Linked DNA regions of Sus scrofa: all the other regions are linked to region 5. Evidence: chromatin contacts called from public Hi-C and HiChIP or PLAC-seq data. All regions are on one chromosome and are shown on one strand. Each heading gives the region's core, a stretch centred on a gene start, on an enhancer-like site or on the middle of the called end of the contact. The rest is flanking DNA. Distances are from core to core; before and after follow the strand shown. Region 1 holds the start of ASCC2 (activating signal cointegrator 1 complex subunit 2). Region 2 holds the start of UQCR10 (ubiquinol-cytochrome c reductase complex 7.2 kDa protein). Region 3 holds the start of GAS2L1 (growth arrest specific 2 like 1). Region 4 holds the start of MTMR3 (myotubularin-related protein 3). Region 5 holds the start of NF2 (merlin). Region 6 holds the start of AP1B1 (AP-1 complex subunit beta-1).

What was found. A called contact is a pair of places that touch in the nucleus more often than the background predicts. HiChIP or PLAC-seq counts read pairs in DNA pulled down with a chosen protein or histone mark.
Region 1: a contact with region 5 is called in an H3K27ac HiChIP or PLAC-seq map of alveolar macrophages. The contact joins the promoter of ASCC2 here to the promoter of NF2 in region 5. A contact is called at or near these places in 1 of 5 promoter capture datasets (fetal skeletal muscle) and 1 of 2 datasets of contacts at active chromatin or transcription factors (alveolar macrophages).
Region 2: a contact with region 5 is called in an H3K27ac HiChIP or PLAC-seq map of alveolar macrophages. The contact joins the promoter of UQCR10 here to the promoter of NF2 in region 5. A contact is called at or near these places in 1 of 5 promoter capture datasets (fetal liver), 2 of 47 Hi-C or Micro-C datasets (heart right ventricle and skeletal muscle) and 2 of 2 datasets of contacts at active chromatin or transcription factors (alveolar macrophages and skeletal muscle).
Region 3: a contact with region 5 is called in a Hi-C map of liver, with 2.9 times the contacts expected there. The contact joins the promoter of GAS2L1 here to the promoter of NF2 in region 5. A contact is called at or near these places in 1 of 5 promoter capture datasets (fetal liver), 2 of 47 Hi-C or Micro-C datasets (heart right ventricle and liver) and 1 of 2 datasets of contacts at active chromatin or transcription factors (alveolar macrophages).
Region 4: an H3K27ac HiChIP or PLAC-seq map of alveolar macrophages shows a contact between it and region 5. The contact joins the promoter of MTMR3 here to the promoter of NF2 in region 5. A contact is called at or near these places in 1 of 47 Hi-C or Micro-C datasets (embryonic fibroblasts) and 2 of 2 datasets of contacts at active chromatin or transcription factors (alveolar macrophages and skeletal muscle).
Region 6: an H3K27ac HiChIP or PLAC-seq map of alveolar macrophages shows a contact between it and region 5. The contact joins the promoter of AP1B1 here to the promoter of NF2 in region 5. A contact is called at or near these places in 1 of 5 promoter capture datasets (fetal liver), 5 of 47 Hi-C or Micro-C datasets (heart right ventricle, liver, retroperitoneal adipose tissue and 1 more) and 1 of 2 datasets of contacts at active chromatin or transcription factors (alveolar macrophages).

What each region holds. Positions count from the first base shown.
Region 1 is chr14:46,841,100-46,843,799 of Sscrofa11.1, forward strand. ASCC2 (activating signal cointegrator 1 complex subunit 2) reads right to left here and starts at 1,380. Exons shown (of 19, transcript XM_021072416.1): 1 at 1,273-1,380.
Region 2 is chr14:46,781,927-46,784,626 of Sscrofa11.1, forward strand. UQCR10 (ubiquinol-cytochrome c reductase complex 7.2 kDa protein) reads left to right here and starts at 1,414. Exons shown (of 2, transcript NM_001129978.2): 1 at 1,414-1,588. The coding sequence starts at 1,439. It overlaps ZMAT5 (zinc finger matrin-type protein 5), which reads right to left and starts at 1,129. Exons shown (of 6, transcript XM_001929010.5): 1 at 993-1,129.
Region 3 is chr14:46,448,341-46,451,040 of Sscrofa11.1, forward strand. It overlaps GAS2L1 (growth arrest specific 2 like 1), which reads left to right and starts at 1,427. Exons shown (of 7, transcript NM_001244834.1): 1 at 1,427-1,573; 2 at 2,499-2,700. The coding sequence starts at 2,518.
Region 4 is chr14:46,873,637-46,876,336 of Sscrofa11.1, forward strand. It overlaps MTMR3 (myotubularin-related protein 3), which reads left to right and starts at 1,341. Exons shown (of 20, transcript XM_001926519.6): 1 at 1,341-1,601.
Region 5 is chr14:46,652,482-46,655,181 of Sscrofa11.1, forward strand. It overlaps NF2 (merlin), which reads left to right and starts at 1,388. Exons shown (of 16, transcript XM_003483446.4): 1 at 1,388-2,000. The coding sequence starts at 1,887.
Region 6 is chr14:46,518,823-46,521,522 of Sscrofa11.1, forward strand. AP1B1 (AP-1 complex subunit beta-1) reads right to left here and starts at 1,353. Exons shown (of 22, transcript XM_013990391.2): 1 at 1,185-1,353.

The sequences.
Region 1 (2,700 bases), core at 130-2,629, 190 kb after region 5:
ATAGGCTGGCAGCTGTAACTCCGATTCAACCCCTGGCCTGGGAACTTCCATACACCACAGGTGCAGCTCTAAAGAGCAAAAAATAAAAAAATTAAAAAGGGCCTTGAATGTTATGCTAAAGATTTTGGCCTTTCATTTGAAGGCGGTGAAGAGTCACTCAAGTAGAGAAAAGACACAATGAGAAAGAGAAGATAATATCCTGGTGGCAGGAGAGGCCTTCTACAAACCACCGGGGAGTGAAAAAAACTGTGTTAATTATCTTACTCATCCATTCAAAAGAGTTTCTGAGTATCTACTATGTGCCTGCAGTGAAGCCTGGAGAATACTAAGGTGGACAAGGAAGAGACTTGATCCTGCGCTTTGTAGAGTTTACAGTCCTGATGGTTAACACAGATATAAACTAAATAGTCATGCAAATGAGTAAAACTCAGTACCATGAGTATTTGATGCAGGTAAGGGCAATGGGTTGTGACAGCATTTGACAGAGAGAAATGACTTGAAGGAGAGAGGATGTCAAGGAAGATTTTCATCTAAAGTGTGTGTGGAAATGAACTGGGTGAAGACTGGACTCTGAGTACCAAAAGGATAAAGACAGTGATCATTATGATAACTGTGGTCCCCAAAGCATCCTCAGCGCCAAGCAGGGCAGCAGAAGCCCAAAATTAGGAAAGAACTTTCTTTAGAAGGGAAGCTTGGAGCAAGTACCAATTACAATTAGGCCTGGGAGCACCCCCAAGACTACTGCTACCTGTTTCTGACTGTCTTCACCCTCCCGGTCTCAATTCAGTATCACTCCAAGACCTTACCGTACTGCCCTAGCTAAAGTATACACTCCCCTAGTTACTGTCATATCCTAGTGCTTTTATTTGTGGTTGACTGTCTCCACCCACTAGACTGTAGGCTCCAAGAGGGCGGGAGACTTGTCTTGTTTGTACCCTCCAGTGCTTAGATCTGTGCCCGGCACGTAGGAAGCGCTAGACAAATATTTGTTGAAAGAATGAATGAATGCTGAGGAGACTGACGCTGGAGGGGTGGGTGGGAGGATCGCGGCTCCTCCAAGGTCATTCTGGGGCCGATCCTCGAACCCGAGACTCTAGGCTCAGCGGCTTGGCTGGGCAGAGTGGAGGGGGATGGGGCGATTCACGGCCCCGGGGGCAGCGGAAGCCCTAGACCTGCCGTGGAGGTGGAGGGGCCCGAGGCCGCGTGAGGCACGGCTGCCGCCCCTCCCAGGCACGATGCCCCACATCCGGCAGGGCCCAGCCACGCACTCACCTCGGCGGCTCCACTGCCAGCTCTATGCAGCCGCCGCGGCGGTCCACGGTGACAGCTCCCAGAGCGCCGGCGCTTCCGGGGTCAAACGGCGATTCCGCAGGCGCAGACAGGAAGCCTGGGCCCGGCCCCGCCCCCGGAGCCAATTGCCGCAGGGAAGCCGGACCTGGGGCCACGCCCCAGCCCCAAGTCTCCGCCTCCACTAGGGACAGGCCTGGCTGTAACCACGCCCTCCTACCTCTCTCCTTGCTTTAGCAGCGAGGATGGAAGGTGAGCAGAAAGCGGGTGTGGTTACACTTCTTGAAAAAACTAAGTATGGTACCGTGCTCTTAGGCTTCAACCTCATTCCTTAACCTTCTCGGCCATCGTCTCAAGTCCAGAAAGAATTCTGTGGATAAATGCTGCAAGCTTCCCTTTATTGGCATCATTTTTCAGGCAAACCGATCATCCAGTGATACTGAAGGGACAGGGAAAAAAGTGCCAGTAACTCTGTTTTTCCCCCCTCTGGCATCATACCCATTGGGCATACAGGAGATAATTTGTATCTTAGTGGTTCGTTGGAAGAAAATCATGTGTAGACAGCCTTTGGCAGAGAAAACTTAAAATAGACTTCTGGCAAAAAAAATGTATGGATTGGTTTCATCATTCCAGATGGTTATTAATATCGCTGATGTTTTAGAGCTAAATAACATGACTGTAAAAAGACAAAACAGGGAGTTCTGTTGTGGCTCAGCAGTAACAAACCCAACTAGGATCCATGAGGATTTGGGTTTGATCCCTGGCCTTGCTCAGTGGGTTAAGGATCTGGTGTTGCCATGAGCTGTGGTGTGGGTCACAGAGGTGGCTCGAATCCCATGTTGCTGTGCCTGTGGCTTAGGCTGGCAGCTGTAGCTCCAATTTGACCCCTGGGAATTTACATATGCCTTGGATGCAGCCCTAAAAAAAAAAAAAGACAAAAACATCCAATAAGACACCCAACTTCTCCAAATATGTCTCATTTTCCTCATCTGTCAAAAGGAGTCATTGATAACCAACTTTTTTTGTCATTAGGAAGCTTCATGAGATGATACAGACAATGCCAAGCACACAGTAGGTGCTCAAGAAATTTTAGTGGAGAGAAAAGGAGGAAAGGAGAGAGGAAGGAAGGAGACTATAGGTTGGAGTGTTAACCCTTTTTGTTATTATTACTGAGTAAACTTTATTATATTCATAGTTGTGCAACGATCATCACAACCAAATTTTATAGCATTTCCATCCCAAACCCTCAGTGCATCCCCCCACCCCCCTTAAGCCTTATATTTATTTCATCTTTGTTTTCTCTCCTTTGCCTGAAGAGAAAATGAAGAATGTGAGCTTCCAAAGGAGGCATCCTTGTCTGAGCTATCATACATCCAAGTGAAATTAAATTAAAAAGCACTTTAACAGGAGAAG
Region 2 (2,700 bases), core at 164-2,663, 130 kb after region 5:
TATGCATCTGTCAGCTTGTTCTGTTTGTCCCACCTCCCAAATACATCCCAAACCCATCATTACTCTAACTCACACCCTAATCTAAATTACCACCCTGCCTCCACTGACCCCTCACAGTAGCTCCTCCTTTTCAGTCAGTTCTCCAGAGAGCAGCCAGAAATGATGACCGCTGCTACTGTTACGTAAATTAGGTTGCCTCACATCCCAGCTTAAAACCCTTCAGTGGCTTCCGCGTGCAATTTAGAAAAAAAAACGACCCTTCACCACGGGTTAGAAGACCAGATATGACCTGACCCGAGCCTATTTCATAGTCCACTCAAATTGTTTCCTTCAAACACCTCAGGACCGCAGCAGCCTCAAGGCCTTGCACGACGTTTTCCTGTTCGAATAGCTATATCCATTTGGGTTTAGGGTTAAGTGTCACCTTGGGGAACCTTAGCTAAAATATTACCACAACCACCCCCTCCCCAATCAACCTTTTTTCTGCTCTTCAAAGCGTTACCTGTCATTATCGCACCTCCCACACACTGTAAAATGGGTGCTCCCCAAAAGCTGGGACGTATTCCCCGCTGGGTCTCCAGCTCATGGCCCAGCGCTCAGAAAACAATTGCTGGACGTCCTTAGTGCTCCAAAGTCCTGCTATTTCCATTCCCAAGAGAGAATGAATGGATCTAGGTCTCCCGCCTTCCAGGCCAGGGGTGTCTGCAGCGAAACCCAGGGATGAGGGGAAACGGAAGCATGGGCAGAATGGCCTCTTCCCCAGAGGCCCGGCAAAGGCTGACTGTTGCCACAGGCTTCAACTATAGCCCTGGACTTGGGGCTGCCGGAGGAGATAGGAGGAGGGACAAGCTTGGGACTGGGATTTCAGGCCTTGCCCCTATATCCACTGCGACCCGCCGCGGGGCTCGCGGACTTAAACGTAAGAGCTCAAGTTCTTCCGTATTGGGAGGAAGACTAGAACTCGCCACTCGACGTCCCGCCAAAAAAAGTACCTGGCTCCGCGGCGCCCGACGGCTCTCAACTCCTCCTCCTGCGCCTTGGTTCAGCGAACTGCTTGCTGGGATTCGTAGTCCTTCCTGGAGTATCAGCCCGCCCTTCCCAGAAACCTTTGAGAATCAAAGCAAAGACAGCGTAGGAGGAGGTGAAGGAAGCGCGAGGGCTTCTGGGCGTTGTAGTTTTAAAAAAAATTCAATCAGCAAGAAATGATTGAGGAGAAAAACTGGGTAATACATTTTACCAAAACGACTTGGGCTGTCGTGGTATGAATTTTAGGAGATTTTAATAGCTCACAAGCCATCAGTTACTTCAATGGTGCAAAACGACGAGCACTCAAGTTCAAAAGAACTACAAATCCCATAAAGCGTTACACGTTGAGGACCTTTGTGGAAAGGTCGGTCGAAGCGCAGGCGCGGTGGTGCTAGTTCTGCAGCGGACAAACATGGCTGCCCCGACGTTGACTGCGAGGTTGTACTCCCTGTTGTTTCGCAGGACCTCTACCTTCGCCCTCACGATCGCCGTGGGCGCTCTATTCTTCGAGCGCGCCTTCGATCAAGGCGCGGACGCGATCTACGAACACATCAACCAGGGGGTGAGGGCCTGGGCCATCCCTGACCTTGGGTTCCTTCGAGGGGTGACAGTGGGAGTGGAGGTGGGACGGGACTCAGTCGACCTTTACAAGGAGGGGGTAAACCCTGGGCGTCTTGTGTCTGTAGACTGCCGTCTGTGCGTTACCCCCGGTGTGAATCCTAAAAAGTTAAACGAGGTCAATAGGTCCCACTATGCGGGGGTTCTAAGTATTGCTGCCTGCCACGCCACAAACCCGTTTCTCCATTTGCAGAAGCCTAAACTAAAACCAGGTGAGAGCAAAAGACTTGCTAGGGTCACACCACTAGGAAATCAGTGGCGAGTCAAGGTTGGACCCCGGCCCCTCTGTCTCATCTGGGGGTCACAAGGGCAAATTTGATTAGGCACCTGTCCTGAAAAGGACATCTCCTTAGACACTATGGGTGGCCATTTAGGTAGCATTTTTTGGTTCCAAAGTCTTTCCATGATGGCAGCGGTGGTATTAATAATGGTTAATAACTCTTAATCATTGAGTAGGGTGGGGTGGGTATGAAATCAGAGAATCTTGGGTGGGAATACTGGGCCTTATCACTTAACTGTGGCATTAGGTTGGGCAAGCTCTCACTTTTATCTATGAAATAGAGATGATAATAATAGTAACTGTCTCAGGGAGGTTTGTTTTTTGTTTTGTTTTTGTTTTTTTGTTTTTTGCTTTTTTAGGGCTGCACCCGAAGCTAGGGGTCCAATTGGAGCTGTAGCTGCTGGCCTACATCACAGTTCACTGCAATGCCAGATCCTTAACCCATTGAGGGAGGCCAGGGATTGAAGCTTCGTCCTCATGGATTCTAGTCAGATTCATTAACCACTGAGCCATGATGGAAACTCCTTTCGGGGACTTATTGTGAGCATTATTTGAGATTTAGGCAAAGTGCCACAGTACCTAGTAGGTGGTACCAACTCAAAAAATAGCATTTGTTATATTCCTCAGGAGGAAGTGGAAGCATAAGGTAGAGAAAAACAACACCTTTTAGACTCACTGTGTGCCAGGCACTGAGCTAAGTGCTCTGCATTCTTTATATCATTAAATCGTGGTTTCAGGAGCTTCTGCTGTGGTGCAGTGGGTCACGAATCTGACTG
Region 3 (2,700 bases), core at 177-2,676, 200 kb before region 5:
CTTTGCTGATCACTGATCTAAAAGGGCTGGCCTGCCACCCCAGCTGCTGCTCCTGCTCCCCACTCTCTTCTCTCCAGCGCCTTGTTGCTGTTGCACCCCAGGGGCCACCTTTCTTAACTGTGAACCTAAGAGCCAGCTCCATTTTCTTCCCTGCTCTTTGCTCTTGGTTTGCAGTGCCCAAAGACACGCAGCACACAGTAGGTGCCAGGCAGGTGCCACCCATTACTACGTCCATCACCTGCCTTCCTCACTCTGCAGTGGGGGTAGGGGGCTAAGGAGAGGGTGGAGTGGGACCTGTACCACCTGGGTGTTGGGGTGAGAGCCCACCTTTTGAAAGGCCATAATGACTCAGTGAAATGATGCATCTGAGCAGCCTGGTACCAGAAGGTCAGGCACACAGTAGGTCCACAACCAAATCCCCAGATCCTTGAATGAGGGTATTCCCAAAATAGTCATTGTTCAAATCCCAGCTCCATCAGCTACTCTTCTGACTGAGCCCAAGTTTGGGCATAACAGTGTCCCTCATAGAGGTGACTCATCAGTTCCTTCAGGTCAAGGGTGCACAGTAGGCCTGGCACACAGTAGGAGCCTTATCAAAGCTCTGAGCATTGGCTGTTGTTGGTAGTGCTTCCCCCCACATCCCAAGCAGTCCTGCCTGGCCAGCAAGGCTGCTGCCTAGCCAGACCTGCCGCAGCAGGGGGCAGGATTTCCCGCTGGTCCCAGCCAGCTCCCTCCTCTGCAGTTTGAAAAGAAACCAGGCGGGTTTAACCTTCGGCTGCTGCCAATCCTCCTCTCACCCATAGCCTATGGCCGCACCCGGACAGCCAGAGTTGGTCCAGGACTGGCCCGTCCTCACCGCAGAGGAGGGGCCCACAGCGTCATCCTGCCTACCCCTCTAAGCCTCAGTGCCTTCATCGGAGAAACAGGGTCCCCTAATCTCAGGGTTAAAAAAGAGCATTCCAGTGGCTGGGTGGGGGTAACAGAGCCCTCCCCATCCTTCCCCGAGGCCGCCCTGCCTGTAGGAAGCCCGCCACCCCAGGTTGGAGAGCTTCATTTATCTGAGCTAAGGAGGACCACTTGGAGGAGGTGACTTTGCAGCCCCAGGTCCCTATCGCTTCCTGAGTTCTTGGGAACGAAAAGGCTGTGCCCTCACCCGGGAGGCCACCAACTGGAGACGAGGGAGTGCAACTAAAAACACCCAAACCCCTCCCCAGGAGACCAAGAAGGGTGGAAGAGACTGTGGGGACCAGCCTGGGTGGGTATGGGACATCTGGGCTGGTAGGGTTGCCTGGGGGCCCTAGTTCCGCCTCCACTCAGGGTTGCAAAGAGTCCCTGGCCCGCTCGGCATCTGCAGACCCTCCCAGCCCGGGAAGAGCGCGTCCCCTTTAAGAGCATGTGGCCCCGCCCACCCCTCCGGGCCGGATCCGAATTCCAGGGAGGCGGGGCGGAGACGGCTGGCGCGGAGGACGCGGTGGTGGGACCGGGATCGCTGTGGCTCGGGCGGCGCCTCCCTGCGGCGGCCCGGTCCCGGCCCCGCCAGAGCGATGCTCCCCGAGGCCGCAGGATGAGCGAGGTGAGTGCGGGGACCCCCAGACCCCCTGTCCGGCACACAGTGAAGGGGACCTGGCGGCAGCGGCCGCGGCCTCTTCCCCAGAGCTGTGTGACCTTGGGCAGCCCCGCACCCTCTCTGGGCCGAAGCCCAGAGGACAGCCGGGGCTGGCGAAGGCTATTCTGAGTCCTGGCTCACTCGGACCAGCCTGGGGCGCTGGGGAGGCTCCTTGGAGGAGGCGGGGCCTGGCCCGGGCCAGCGGGCTGCCGGATCAGCAACGCAGTGCCCTGTCCGTCGGCCAGGGCTCCTACTGCCCCGCCACCCATTGCTCAGCGTCCATGAGTGCGCTCTGCTCCTCAGTTTCCTCATCTGTAAAATGGAGGTAATATCACTGAGCTTAGTGCTGGCCACGATCATCGTGATTACTTTTCTGCTGCTGCTGTTCATGTCATTGCTATAATGACACGGTCTTTAGGGAAAGGGGTCTGAGGGAGGACCTGGGATCTTTCCGGAGGAAGCAGGATGGGCAGCAGCCCTGAGCAGTGGGGCTAACCCCTCTCTGAGGTCAGAACCAGGCTTCCTACTGTGAGTCCAGGGCTGTGGGGCTCATCTCTCTAGGGCTCAGCTCATCACCTATTACACAGGGAGGTCCAGATGGGTGCCTCCCTGCCTGGGCGAGAGGACTCAGCCAAGTACCCCAACAGCCTGTCTCCCCTCAAAGAACCAAACAACAAACACTTATGGACACTAAGTCATTTATAAAAATTATCCCATTTGTTCCTATGAGGAAGGTAATGTTATTGTATCCATTTCACAGACGGGAAAACTGAGGCGAGAAGTTTCTCAGACATTTGGTCTGAAAGGACAGGAGAGTGCAGGTGGTCAGCAACTTTGTACTGAGAGCTCAATGGGTCCTCACAGCAATCCTGACCCGTGTCCTTGCCCACAGTGACTCGGCTGGCCTGGGCATGGCGGACCCGGTGGCGGGCATTGCAGGCTCAGCAGCCAAGAGCGTGCGGCCATTCCGCTCAAGCGAGGCCTATGTGGAGGCCATGAAGGAGGACCTGGCCGAGTGGCTCAATGCCTTGTATGGCCTGGGTCTGCCCAGTGGTGGTGATGGCTTCCTGACGGGGCTGGCTACCGGCACCACA
Region 4 (2,700 bases), core at 91-2,590, 220 kb after region 5:
ATTTTTTGCACTTTCATTCAACAGAGTAAAGCAAAGCCTAATCTTGAACTCTAACATAATTTCTTCTTTTTTGTCTTTTGTCTTTTTAGGGCTGCACCCTCAGCCTATGGAGGTTCCCAGGCTAGGGGTCTAATCAGAGCTACAGCTGCCGGCCTACACCACAGCCACAGCAATGCCAGATCTGAGCCGCGTCTGCAACCTACACCACAGCTCATGGCAACGCCAGATCCTTAACCCACCGGGCAAGGCCAGGGATCAGATCCGAGCCGCAGTGGTGACCTATGCCACAGCTGCGGCAATGCTTAATCCTTAACCCACTGTGCTGGGCCAAGGATAGAACCTATGTTCTAGCACTCCCAAAATGCCGCAGATCCTATTGTGTCACAGCAGGAGCTCCTGGGTGAGAGCATATTTTTTATTGCTAATTGGATTTGGGTTTGATTTCTTTTTTTCCTAATTTTAGTGCAGCTTATTCTGGGCTTCAGTTTCTTCATCTGTAAAATGGTGATAATAACATTATCTATTCAAGCTGTGAAGATTCAGTTAGATAAGTTGTGTGAATATTAGCTATTAGTTAATCAGGAACTCATGACACTACTTATGAGCATTTCTAGGTGTTGGAGATAAAGTGATGAATAAAATAAACAAGATCCTTATCTTCAAGTAGCTTTTACATTGGAATGGGATAGAGAGCAGTAAACACAAAAAACAAATAATTGCAGAGAGTCTGTGGAAAAAGCAAAAAAAAAACAAATTCAAGGATAGATTTCATTTGACAGGTTCTTTCTACCATTTTCCAGAAAAGTCAAAGGTATAATGATAAAATACAACTCTGATGAGGTGAATCTGTTAGGGCTGGAGGTAATTCAGTCTCAGTACGTAGAATTATTCTACAAGGTATCATTACAATTTTTTTTTTTGTTAGTTTGTTTGAAAACTCAATTCTTCCAGCTGAGCTTGGTATAAGCAGCCTGAAATTGTATTCTGAGTATGACCTTGAGCGCACATACTTACTTGCATTACATTAAAATAGTTTCAGCCTCACCACAACTACAGGTGAAACGTATGTTGTACAGTAGAATAGATTCTACTGGCTAAGTAGATTGAGGAATTGTCTTGCCCGGGGCTACATAGGTAGGAAAAGATAACTCCCCAAACTCTGTGGGACCACCTTCGGTTTTCTTCTCCTTTCACTCCTCACCTGTTTCTGCTTTAGGTGGGCTCCTCTGCCAGGCCCTCGCCCAGCACCAGCATTTTGCAGGTTTGCAGCCCCTCCCGCCTCCTGGGGCGTGACCACCGGCTCAGGCCCCGCCCCTGCCCAATCCGTGATGGCCCGCCCTCTTTTCCCCGACCGACGGCTAAGGGCCTGAACGTGCGCGCGCGCCCTCGCTCGCCGACCAGCTTGGTGGCGTGAGCGCGCTCTGTGTGGCCGCTGCCGCCATGTTGTTGTGGTTGTGAGAAGGCGGTGGCGGCGGCGGAGGAGTATCCGGGCGAGGAGCTCCAGCGGCTCAGGCGCTGCCCCCCGCCGGCCCTGCCTGGGAGCCTTGTGGGGTGGCGGAGGAGGCCGTGCCGTGACGAGCTTCGCCATGTCCTGCTGCCCGGTAAGGAAACCTACACCGCCCCCCGCCCCCGTCTCCTCCGGGGGTGAGGAGGAGCTGGAGGAGGGGCCGGCCTGGTCCCCGGCGCGGCGGCTGTCACCCTCTGAGGAGGCGGCGGCCCTGAAGGGGCTGAGGACAGCGTGCGTGGCCCGGAGAGGGGTGGCCGGGGCGGAGGCTGCTGCCGCCAGAGGGAGGCGCGGACAGTGGGAGCGCAGCGGCCCTGTTCGGCGCGGGGGAGGCGGGGTCCGGCCAGGGCGGCCTTCCTGGACCTGGCGGGGACCGGCCCATGGGGCTAGGGGTGTGAGGCGCTACCCCGCAGCGTCCGGGGACATGGCCGCGGACCTCTGGGAGGTGAGTGTGCGTCCCTCACCCCGGAGCGAGTGTGTGGGAGTCCTCCGTGGCGCGAGGCCGGAGGTCGGGGGCCGACGGAGCCCCCGGGGCGAGCGGAGCGGCCCGGGACTTGTGGGAAGGAGGAGTGGCCGCCGACTGCAGCAGGGCATCCTCCTGACCTGGTAGTACTTGGGTGGGAAGGATGGTTCGGAGGCGGTTGAAGAGAGCGCAGCAATGTTGGTTAAATAGCGCCGCGAAAGATTACAGAGTTATTTATTGCTCGGGTGGAAATCGTGCGGCTAAGTGTATTGAATTGGGCTGCCCAGAACCCCTAAGATAATGTTGTTGGTTGTACTTTGGGCTGGATAACTTACCTCAAAATAATGGGATAAATTTTACGGCCACTTGCGTAAACTCCTCTGGGGCCTGATAATCTTACCTGTGAGTTTTGCACAGGTGAGTTTTGCGCATTAACTGATAGGTAATGATGTTCAGGTGTCTCTTCAAGGCTGCGGCCTAAATTCTTAAGTGTTTTAGTATCTTGACTTCTACTTTGTTATCTGCCAGTGTTTTTTCACAACGGGGAAAAGCGTGCATACTCTTGCAGTTGAGATTCAATTTGGCCATCGAAGCCTGGGTTGAATTACATGAGATTTTTTTTTTTTTAATGTAAAATATTTGTGATTTGTACCTAGAGAGGTATTGGGGACTTTCCCCATTCAGATTCATGTCCGTTTCAGTAGGGCAAGAAGACAAGACCCAGTTGGTTTTC
Region 5 (2,700 bases), core at 138-2,637:
TTGGGGCTGTAACCAGGAGGAGCAATTCAGAAGCCACCACCAGGGAAGGAGAGCAGAGTAGAGGTAATACGAGCAGTCTCTGGGTGGAACAGACCTGGGTTTGAGTTCCAGCTTTGCCTCTCAGCAGTTAGATGCTAGCCAGCAAGTAGCTCCGTCATGCTGAGCTTTTTCTTCACCTGTAGAGTGGGGGTGGGGGTGATAATGATAGTTAATACCTGTGCAACGCTTAACCTTCAACCACTCAGCTAGGCAACCACTAAGAATTAACTTAAAATTTGGATTAAAAGAGAAACAGAAACACACACACACACACACACACACACACGAGTTCCAGTTGTGGCTCAGCAACTAGTATCCAAAGAGGACTCGGATTCAATCCCTGGCCTCCCTCAGTGGTTTAAGGATCCCGCATTGCCCTGAGCTGTGATGTAGGTCGCAGATGCGGCTCAGATCTGGCATTGCTGTGGCTGTGGTGTAGACTGGAAGCTGCAGCTCCAGTTGGACCTCTATCCCAGGCGCTTCCATATGCCCCAGGTGTGGCCCTAAAGAACCACAACAAAAACACAGAAAGTTATACTCCCCTACCTCTCTCTCACACACATTCACTGTAACCCTTGAGGAAGTTTAAACAAAAATCATGTATATGATCTGAAACTGGAAATCACACAGAACACAACATAAAAACTGCTTTCATTTTTCTAGTTTTTTAAATCTACAGAAAGAATAATTTCATAAGATTCAACGTAGTATGACCAGTCACTTATCTAAAGCTTTATATGGATGATCTCGCTTAAATTCCTCAACAACTCCATGAGACAGATGCAATTATTACCCCCTCCCGCGGTAACAACTAGAATTTCTCCTCAACAGAAGCTGAAGGACTTGGCGGAAACTGCCCGCTACCAAGCGGCCTCAAGTGATTTGAAAGTTTAAGAAAAACCAAGTCAGTACATGTAATACATGCAATTAAGTGCTAAACAGGATTGGCCGCTCGGCGTTCGAAACGCAGTCTCCTGGGGCGCCACACTCGGCGCAGACCTGGTCCGAAGGGCAGTCCCTTGCTGAACTGAGGAGTGACTCATCTCCCGCGCCCCGGGAGCAGCCTCTTCTTGTTTTCCTGGGAAAGGCGCGCCGGGCTCCCCGCGTCAACCAGTCTTGCTAGAGTAGGCGTACCCCTACGAACAAAAGCGTTCGGAGTGACGCTGCCTTAGCCACTCAACGTCGAGGGTAATCCCGCGCCTCCAATTAGATCTGAACTTCCAATTGGTAAAGTCCTACTGAAGAAGGTGGGACAGCGGGAGAAAGTCCCGCCTCCCTCAGAGTTCTCAGCCAATCGTGGTGTCTAGGCTGCAGCCGCCGAGTTAGGTTGCGTTGCGTGTAGCGCTCTGAAGGGCCTGAGGGCGGGGCAGGGAGCAGGCCGGGGGATGCGGGGAGGGGACGCTTCCCGCGGGTGCGCGGAGCTAGGACGGTGACAGCCACGCGCGCACGTGCGCGCCTGGCTGGAGAGCGGCCCCTGAGACCTCTGTTGGCCGCTGAGAGGCGCGCAGGGTCTGGGCAGCCGCCGTCTAGGGCCCCCGTCCCTGGGCGTCCCCAACGTCCCCAGCCCGAGTCCCGGCGAGAGCCGGGCGGTGCCCGCCTTGTCTGTCCCTGATCGCGATCTCTCCCCGCGGCCATCAGGGCCCGCCCCCCAACTCCCCTTTCCGTTCCCAGGGCACGGTCCTCGCGGCCCATGCTGGCCGCTGGGGGCCCGCGCCGCTCAGACAGCTCCCGGGCCGGCCGGCCGGCCACCATGGTGGCCCTGAGGCCTGTGCGGCTTCTCCAGGGAGGCTAAAAGGTCCAGAGTGCAGGCCCCGGGGCCCCAGGTTCCCGGGCCTGAGCCCCACGCCATGGCCGGGGCCATCGCTTCCCGAATGAGCTTCAGCTCTCTCAAGAGGAAGCAGCCCAAGACGTTCACCGTGCGGATCGTCACTATGGACGCGGAGATGGAGTTCAATTGCGAGGTAACCGGCCGGCAGCCCCTACGGGCTGCAGCGAAGGGAGGCCTGGCGGGATCGGGCCCTGGTGCGGATCTGGCACCGACCTGGGCGCCCTTGCCGCGGTGACAGTTGAGGTGGAAGCTTCGGGATTCTGTTTATATCATCTCTGGGCAAAGACTGAGAGGGTCAGAACCGGAAGGAGCCATCTAGGCCCAAATCGTCATGTTAAAGATAATCGCTGCTTTTTTCAATGGGACTTTTGGGTTTGGAAGTGCTTCCTGAAGGTTTTCATTCATTGTTATTCCAAGAGTCTGAAAACATCCGTGGTAGCGAAATTTAATTTTCAGTGTCAGGCTTTAACTTCAGCTTTATAGAGTTTTTAACTTTATTCGATTATATTATGTACCCCAGCTATTAAAAGTTGCATCTCATTTTATTGCACAGTCTACAGTAGTTGTTTCCCTTTTTCACAGCTTAAATTTTCTGGAAAAAACTCTTCGAGGAAAAAGATGATATCCTAAACTTTCCCTACAGTTTGTATCACAATGATAAGTTATCCTTTATTGAATACGTCCTAAGTGTCAGACATTCATACACTTACCTCTCAAAACAACTCATTTAGGTGGGTACCCCAAACCATATATCCAGTAAATGGTGAAGGAGCGTTTTGATTCGAGCCAATACAGTACTGCTCTCAAGTAATTTTATGTCCTTGCTACTCAGA
Region 6 (2,700 bases), core at 103-2,602, 130 kb before region 5:
GTGCACTTTCTAGCCAAGAAGTCAGGGGACCTGCATTTTTCTTAGAGAGACACAGACCTTTCCCTTGGGAATATTCTTCAAGAACCCAGGGCCAAAAGATTCCTCTAAGGGGTCATGTAGTTCCTCTTTACTCCAAAAAGAATGCAGCTCAACCACTCTCAAGGGAGGTTCTGGATATTATTAAATTAGTTTCATCCATAGCCTATCTGATGTCTCACAGTACCCAATAGTCAGGAAAAACTCTTGCCCTGAAAAGCAACGACCTGCAAAACTGTTTCATCCTAAATAAAGTGAATCAAATGCTCCTTATGAAGGTTAGACAAGAAGCAATAAGGCTACATCTTTATATAGATGCAAGTAAATATAATGGCAGCTAAAGATATTAAATAGCTCCTACACTCCAATCTTGCTCCAGCCTCTCTTTGGTCTCTGCACTTTGCACGTTCCTGAGAACCTGGGTAGAAATTCTGACTCTTGCCTACACCACCCGATTGACCTTACAGGTGTGACTTAACCTCTCTGTGCATTTTACTCGGAGGTGAAATGGAGATAACAACAGCAGCTACCTCACAAAGGTTGCTGGGAAATTTAAATGCTGCATTACGAGTACTTAACATAATGCCTGGTACACAGTAAGAGCTCAATTAATCAGCAGCTAGCATTTTATCAGTAGTTTTGGCATTTATTACAGGTGTCCCCAGTTAACTTGTTGGTGAGGCGCCTAAGTACAGACCAAACCCAACCCTACCCCAGAGCAGGCAGCGCGGGCTGCTCCTTAATTTATTTTTATTTTTTTTTCTTTTCAAACCTTGGCAAAGAGATAAGGCCCTGAACGAGGAGGAAGACTCAGGCTGGCCATGGGGGTAAGAATGCAGAGGGAACCAGGACCCGAAGAGAAGTTTCCTGTTTGGCCAAGCGCAGGCTCCCTGGGGCCTAAGTCTAGGAGTCTCTCCAGGAGGGCGCCCCCAGAGGGACTGCGGACCTGGGGTGGAGGCGGGAGGCCAAGCGGCCGAGAATGAATGAACCCGCAGCCCTTCTGCCTCAACGCGGCCTGGGAAGCCACTCTAGCTCCTCTAGCGCCTCGTCCTCTCCGTGACCTCTGACCCCACAAACCCCTCACCTCAGACCCCCCGACTCCCTGCCCCATCTCTTCTCCGGCCTCGCCGGGCTCCCCGCCTCCTCACCCGCAGGTCCAAACGGCTCCCGGCGCCACGGCGCGGCTCCACTCTGCAGTAAAACGTCCGCGGCCTTGTCGTCCCACTCTCCCGGTGCGTCCGTGCCGCCAGCCGCTCCGAGCCCCGCGGCTGTCACCTGCCGGGCGGAAGTGAGCTGCCCGCGCTCGGGCACTTCCGGTGGACGCAGGGCCTGGGGGCGGGGTCAAGGGTTCAACCCGGGCGGGGGTGGGGCCCGTGAGGGCGTGGCCAGGAGGGCGGGGCCGGCGGGAATTAACCCTCCTCCGACATGTCGTTCTCAGCCACTGTAGAGCCAGAGAAAGATTAGACAGATAAGCCGTTACGTAGTTTAACATGATGAAGATGGAAAAGGTCGTTACAGACGGGTAAACTAGACTCTGAGAGGGGCAAGTTTTGCTCAAGATCGCTTACTTTATGAAGGAATTCCGCGTTGTAAGAGAAAACCTTAGACCTTCCAAGGAGAGCTTAATGATGTCCCATCCTCCTTTTGGCTGGGTTAATCAGGACTTCAGTTGCTATAGCAATCTCACTCCCAACTCTGGTATTATTAAACTTTCTCCTCCTGGATAATTTCTTTCTTTCTTTTTTTTTTTTTTTTTTTTTTACCGCTGCACTTAGGGCATATGGAAATTCCTGGACTAGGGGTCTAATCGGAGCTGCAGCTGTGGCCTGTGCTGCAGCCATAGCAACACCAGATCCGAGTGGCATCTGCAACCAATGCCGCAGCTTCTGGCAATGCCAGATCCTTAACCTACTGAGCTAGGCCACGGATAGAACCAGAATCCTCATGAATACTAGTTGGGTTCTTAACCTGCTGAGCCACAATGGGAATTCCATCTGATTATCCTCATTAAAATATTAATTAATCATTACTCTTTAAAAATGTTTACTGGACAAATATTTGCATTGTAGAGAAACGGAAATATACTAGTAAGCAAAAGGAGAGAAATCATCTGCAATCCCATTTCCGGAGACAATCATTTCTTAAAATTAAAGTATAGTTGATTTACAATATTGTGCCAATTTCTGCTGTACACTCATTCTTAATATTTTGGTGAATATCCTTCCAGACTCAACACATCATTTGGTATTTTTACCTCACCAAGATATTGGTAAAAGTCTTCTAAAGCAAGAAATATATTTAGAGTTTTTTTTTTTTTTTTTTAACTTTTAGGGCTGCACCCTCAGTATATGGAGGTTCCCAGGTTAAGGGTAGAATCCAAGCTACAGCTGCTGGCCTACACCACAGCCGCAGCAACGCAGGATCCTTAACCCACTGAGTGAGGCCAGGGATCGAACCCGCAACATCACTGCTCCTAGGCGGATTCGTTTCCACTGCTCCATGACAGGAACTCCAAGAAATACATTTTTGTTTGGTGCTTTCCAACACCTGCGATTCTATTGTATGGACGGCATCACTGTTTTCAAAAACAAACCTCTACAGTTGTTCACTTGGGTTGTCACCAATTGTTTCATATTACAAAACGTATTAATAAATAAGTTTGCA